Regions from separate parts of the Triticum aestivum genome. Here region 2 is linked to region 1. The links are chromatin contacts, called in public Hi-C maps. All regions are on one chromosome and are shown on one strand. Each heading gives the region's core, a stretch centred on a gene start, on an enhancer-like site or on the middle of the called end of the contact. The rest is flanking DNA. Distances are from core to core; before and after follow the strand shown.

The links. A called contact is a pair of places that touch in the nucleus more often than the background predicts.
Region 2: a contact with region 1 is called in a Hi-C map of leaf, with 2.7 times the contacts expected there. The contact joins two enhancer-like sites. A contact is called at or near these places in 2 of 5 Hi-C or Micro-C datasets (both in leaf).

Annotation. Positions count from the first base shown.
Region 1 is chr2B:680,572,715-680,575,994 of IWGSC CS RefSeq v2.1, reverse strand. No RefSeq gene overlaps it. Among protein-coding and RNA genes, the nearest start is that of LOC123042052, 45 kb to the right of the region's middle. Within about 2 kb of position 1,579, at least 1 of the 8 cell types and tissues checked has an H3K27ac peak or open chromatin away from gene starts, as enhancers often do. A contact at or near this core is called in leaf, where this site is marked.
Region 2 is chr2B:680,623,460-680,626,477 of IWGSC CS RefSeq v2.1, reverse strand. No RefSeq gene overlaps it. Among protein-coding and RNA genes, the nearest start is that of LOC123042053, 20 kb to the left of the region's middle. Within about 2 kb of position 1,742, at least 2 of the 8 cell types and tissues checked have an H3K27ac peak or open chromatin away from gene starts, as enhancers often do. A contact at or near this core is called in leaf, where this site is marked.

The DNA.
Region 1 (3,280 bases), core at 330-2,829:
TTTTGCCTGTCGTTTCCCAGCTCTCGCACACAGATACTTTCTCAAGCGCTTAGTTCCCTCAGGACCTTTTGAATATTTCAGCGAGTCCTTTCTTACGCTGAAACCACGCTCGTAAGCATACTGGTTATAGAAATTGCAAGCCTCTCCTAGTGACTTGAACGTCTTCCTCATGGCCTTCCAATGCATGTCCAATGATTCTTGCTGATATTCATCAAATTCTATGTCAAAATTAAACAGATCATCACCAACATGCTCATCCTTCCCGCTTGTATCATCTACGTCTCCCTGTAAATTAATGCATGAAACCATTTATGTCAGTCAGTTATTATTTTAATATGTAATGTATGTAAGTTTCAAAACTTACTTTGCTGGAGCTGTCATCATGAGATGCATCAATGTGCGATTTGTCACTTTCATCGTCCACAATATTCCTCACAAAGTCCCCGTCCTCGTCCATCTGCGCACATTTCAAAAAAATACATGTAAGCGCTCATATGATTATTATGTCATTTCTTCTCTGATTTTTTTAAAAACATACCCGAAGTGCACTTTCAGCAAATGAATCATCTATATCCATATCATCATCGTCGTCGTCATGTCGCTGCATGATGCAAAAAAACATGTAATTGTCCGTGCGGTTTATCATATTTATTGTTTTTATCAACATTGATCACACCTACATTGCCACTCTAAGATTCATCCAAACTCATGTAGTTCTCCTCAGCAGGTTCATCCATATTCAGTGATGAGGTTTCGGTGTCCTCATCGTAATCATCGCCATCATAATTGCCCTCCTCCTCTAACTATACATGTTTAAAAAAAATTCTAAGATCAATCAAACACCATGTAACATCATCCCTAAAATAATTTGTTCATCAAGCACAACGACGTCTCAAACCAACCTCTTGCACGGCGGCGAGGATTTCAGCTGGATCCATTTTGTCCGATGACGAACGCGCTGAGGGCGTGACGTTGATGGCCGGCCGAGGCAGGTGTCGACGGCGTGAGGACGATGGCCGGTCGTAGCAGGCGGGGTGCACGGAGGAAGGCGACGATGAAGATCACGGGTGGGCGGCCATCTGGGCGACGGGAAAGGAACGCGGCGGCAGCGGCAACGGCGTCGGGGCACGCGCGGCGGCCTGTTTGGGCGGCAACCCGGGCAACGGCGACTTCGTGCAGACGGGGTCCGACGTGGAGACGACGTGGATGCATTTAGGGTTTAGGGTTACGACGGCGGGCGTCGGCGGCTACCGTGTCGTTTTTTTTTCAATAACTATCGACGTCAACGTAAAGATGTGCGGACGTACGGCGGCGACGTACGGCGACGGGTGTGGATACGTGAACGGCCGTACGTACAGTGACGGATGCGGCATACGCGGGCGGGCGTATGACATCGCGCGCGGACGTACGGCGTCGGGGTGGATATTCCTATGGCTAAGGGAAGCGGTTCAACTAGTTGGGCCACGTAGTTCATGGCTTCCCTTCCGGACTAGTTGGGCCACTAGTTAGCATGCTTGGGTGTACTGCGGTGGTTGGCTCCATGGCTAAGGTGGGCCACGTAGTCGGCTCCACCACAACGAGAACGACAACGGAGGAGTTATGAGTGACGTGGATGGGTTCTTTATCTAGAAACGAAGAGGACAGATGAGTCTCTGTAAAATGTCCATGTCGACGTATAGAAAACCGGACGATTGATCAGGACTGGAAATACTGGCACCTGTTCGTAAATATAAGTCATTTTAGAGATTTTAATAAAGACTACGTATTGAATGTATACAAGGATATTTTAGAGTTTGGATTAACTCATTTTGCTTCGTTTGTAGTTCGCATTGAAACTCTGAAAAGACTAATATTTTTTCCAAACGAAGGTAAAAGATTTGCCTCTTTAATTAAAAAACAGTTTTGCTAGAACTCATCTAGATGAGATATAATTTGGTCTCATTCATCTTTTATAGCCATTGAATGTGACGTAGGTTGTATTTGTTTTTGTTTTCAAAGTGAATGAGATCAAATTATATCTCATCTAGATGAGTTCTAGGTACCCCATTATATAAAGAAAAGAATAGTTTAGAGTTTTTTACAACGCACTCACAGATGCGGCATGGCAATTACTCGCACACTATGATATTCCCTAGTTTCTTTGCGCCATCACCCAAAGTTTTGCATCTTCTAAAATGTTGGCAAGAAGAATCGTCGGCGGTGTGCTTTTGTGGCGGAAAACACGGGCATTTCTCTTGTTCCAAAATACCCAAGAAACGAGCATGGTGAGGGAGGCCATTGCGTTTCGGTTAGGAATATTATTGTCGGTTCTACTTTGCCACCACGCGTTGACGGTTTCATCCAAGTGCCACTCGGAGGTGTCCATGTGTGCAAGTCCAAGCTTCTCTATGCGACACTTGAAGAAAAGATGTGCCCCCGTTTCATGTTCCCTCTTGCAAAGCGGGCCCACAGTTTGGCCAACCACACTTCTCCAGACGATTGGTTGTCCAAATCCTATCTTGCAAGGCTAACCAAGCAAAGAATTTAACCTTCGAAAATGCCCAAGCCTTCCAAACCATGCCGTTCATGGGGGAGAGGGTCAAGCCTAGAAATTGAGCCTTGTAGGCGGAGCTCGCCGTATATATCCCGTCATTCGCATGCTTTCAAATGATATCATTTTTCGCTTGCATATTAAGGCGGAGTCATGCAAGAGCATGCAAAGGTTGAGGAATTTCGAGATGTGGTTGGCTAGAAACGGAGGGAGTAGCAAAAGAAATGGGAGTAGGAGTAAGTATGGGCGTCAATAATTTACGCAAGCATCCGCTGTGCGACTTGTCGGGAACGAAGGCATCAAATCTATCTTTGGATTTCTTAAAAGTAAAATCTACCTTTGGATTAAACTAATGCAAATGTCGCGGGTAATTAGGGTTCCAGCACCTTAAGAAACATACATAGTGGAGGCACACATGGTCAGGATGCTATAATGACAAGACATAGCACAAAAGAAGCTTGGCGGTATATCATTCGTGTCATTTTCAGAAGAAGGAAAAACTATGCACAAAAGAAAACCAGAAAATAGATCGATGCACTTTTTCACCGGTCGGTGCTCCATTCAGGAATCATGGGATGAGGACGTGCCGTGCATGCGCGCCACGGTGCCAGGCAGCACCTTGGTACCACCAGCCGAGACCATGGTTGCTTGGCACGCGTACACATCTTGTCTGCTCGATCAAACGCAATGAGCTAGGCACTGCAATGAGCATGTCACACGCCATGCAGCCGCTGGAGATTTGGTAGTACG
Region 2 (3,018 bases), core at 493-2,992, 50 kb before region 1:
TTCTGATCACTCATATTGTACTCTTTTTCCCTTTATGAGTTTTCCATGATGGTTTCTCATATAAAGTTTTTAACGAGACAATATAAATACAAGTGCAGACATATGTCATATGGTTCCTCCTTATATTTTTGCCACTGGGTTTTTAAAGGAGTTTTCGGTGGCATATCATTATGATGTTTCTCCTCAAATTTTTCTCACAGGATTTTTAAGAGGAGTTTTTGGATTGCAATATACAGATGACGAATTGACCAAGGGGGAGTGTTAAGAAATAAAATATGTGATCAATTGTATGGGAGGGATGCCTTCCAGGAGGTGTCTGTTGGGGAAGAGGTGTCTCCCCAACACACCCCTTCAAGCTGTATATAAGTGGGTCTCCCACATTACAATGGACTAAAAGAATCATTTGTGTCTCTTCTTTGTCTTCTTTACTTTGATATTACAATAAAAACGACGGGCAATCCTGCTATTTTCGGGCGAGGTCGACCAGGAGACGTCGCTCTTCAAGGTCCATGCACGCTGTGCTATTTTCTGAATAGTAGAAATGTAGCTGTAGTTGAAAACTCTCAAAATTACAATTAGCAACTACCTATACAAAAGTTACTAAATTCGAGGAGCGTTTTGTATCGTGAAAAAAGGGTCATGCAACTCGGTTTAAAAACCAAGTGCATACAGCTCGTTATTCTATAGCCAATTTGTAAACCGTCAGCTTCTACTAGACTGGCACCATATCATACGAAAACATGATACATGCGCAGCCTTTTTTTTTCTTTGAGGGGACATGCGCAGCCTTTTAGTATTCGCGTCTATAACCATTGCAGCAGACTTCGTGCATCTAGTCGGAAACTTGGGCACCAATATATTCCGGCTGTACTTGAGTGAGTAATAAGATGAAGATTAGGCAGCTTTGCTTAAACTAGTGTATACGCTTAGTGATGATAGTTAGCGCACGACAATAATAGACATAAATGCCTATCGTGCAGTGTGCTCTATGTTATTTTGCTTATATATCACACGAGGGATGAAGAAAAGAAAAGAACAAAAAATCAAAATCTCGAGGTCCCCTCTTTAAGTTATCATCATACGGGAGGCAACCTTAGCTGTGGTGCATCCGTGTGAGCGTGCATGCACGCGACAGCAGCAACTTGTGAAGAGTGGACTCAGCGCACACACTTGCAGATATTGTATACGCTCTCGGCCCGTGCCCCACTCAAGCGCGTGCACCAGCTTGCCGCAGCTGCAAGCAATGGGTGCAGCCATTTGCAGTCTCATAAACTTCAGGCTGGAGGATGCTGCTACATAAAAAGGAGAGATACTGCCAGCCAATTGCAGTTGCGGTTGAGCGTTTGAAGGGATCAACTCAAGATTTCGTTGGCACTCACCTCGCACTCGCAGTCCACCGTTCTTTTCTGCCGGCGAGGTAGGCAGGCTTCGTCCCGGGGGGCAGCTTTGCTCGAGATCTGCGTGCAATTTGTTTTTACAGCTTCCTCGAGTAGTAACACTGATGCATCGGACGTAATCATCGGAGTACGCGAACATGGGGAGAAGATCGACATCTTTCTCTGTCTCCGGGAGTAGAATGAAAATACACACAAATTTTAATTTTTTTGCTGGCACGCACGGTGATCTCTTGGAAGTATTCGCGGTCGACTGGTGATCGAGCGCCGACCACAACAGCTCACCTTGGCTGCGGAGTGTGTAGTACGAGCAACGCATTGGAGGCTTCCGAAGAAAAGAGAGGACGTGCACGACATCTCTTGCTGCGTACTCGGTGAGTCACGCACGGGCTACTTGGTGGTGACGCGGCACATCATTGCTCGTCGTATGTCAACACCAACGAGTGCGCCAAGCAGCCATGGCGCATCATCTCCTCGTGGCTGTGACTCAGCAATGGGTGGCGAGAGAGACGTATACAAAAGAAAAAGAACATACGGACGCACACGCTCAGCCAATCTGACGTGTGAACTTGTGATATTTTTCTATGCTCGGCGTTTAGCTTGTTCGACTCACGCATTGCAAAGCTTGCTTCGATTAGCTTTCCACAAGTGGTTGGTAGTGACGTACGAACCTGTCTTTAGCAAAGGTATAGTTGTTGTTAACTTGTGAGTACTATGACAATGAGTGGGTGCTGTTTAATCCCAAACTTTGCCTTCCTCATCAACTGAGTTGACATTACAGTGACAACGGAAAAACATGATGGTTTTCAGTGTGGGGAAGTCATCAGCGGAAAGACAGTGATGTATGGTTTAGTATAAAAGGCTACGGCAAGCTTCGTCATTCCCTCCCACTCCTACTTGAAAGTGCACTAATTCAACTATCAGTAAGTAAGGATTGGATTCCATCCGCTCAATTTTACGAACCTTGTCATAAGGCAACTGTGTTTCTATTAAAAAAGAAAGACGATCTACTTTAGAAGGAACACTAAACCATATATTAATTTCATCGAACTCGAGCTAAAACCACCAATGTCCCACACTACCTCGCCAAACTATATCTGGAGGGCCAGCTGACAACACAGACACACTGAAAAAGAGCGCAATAATCGTCAAACGGTGAAGCCAAAGCCAATGGGAAGTGGTTCTGCGCATTGTCGATACATAAGAAAGACCAATCGTCGCACCCTCTATCGACGCAACGAAGTTAAGATTGTATCGTGCTTACCGTGTAGACTATGCTTGAAGATCGGCTTCATCCTTAATTTTATAATATAAAAAAGTGAAAAGGCCAACGGCCTTATATTTAGCAGCACACGACTTTACAAAAACACCTTTAAAGAAATTGAAAAACACATTCAAGTTATTGGTGCCTCTGTGCTTGTCCAACATGTTCCTTGTGTTTGTTTGTTATAGTGTTGGAACCCTAATTATCAGCACTAAGATGCCCCGTTACTTTAGTAGCCCAAGTCTTTTTTCCTCTCACATACATCAGCGGCACGCCATGGGCAAAGCTTGCTGCCAAATCTGGGCCCCGTCTGAGCGGGGCAAACTTTTGAAATCAAGGAGCCTATAGAAGCAACGATCG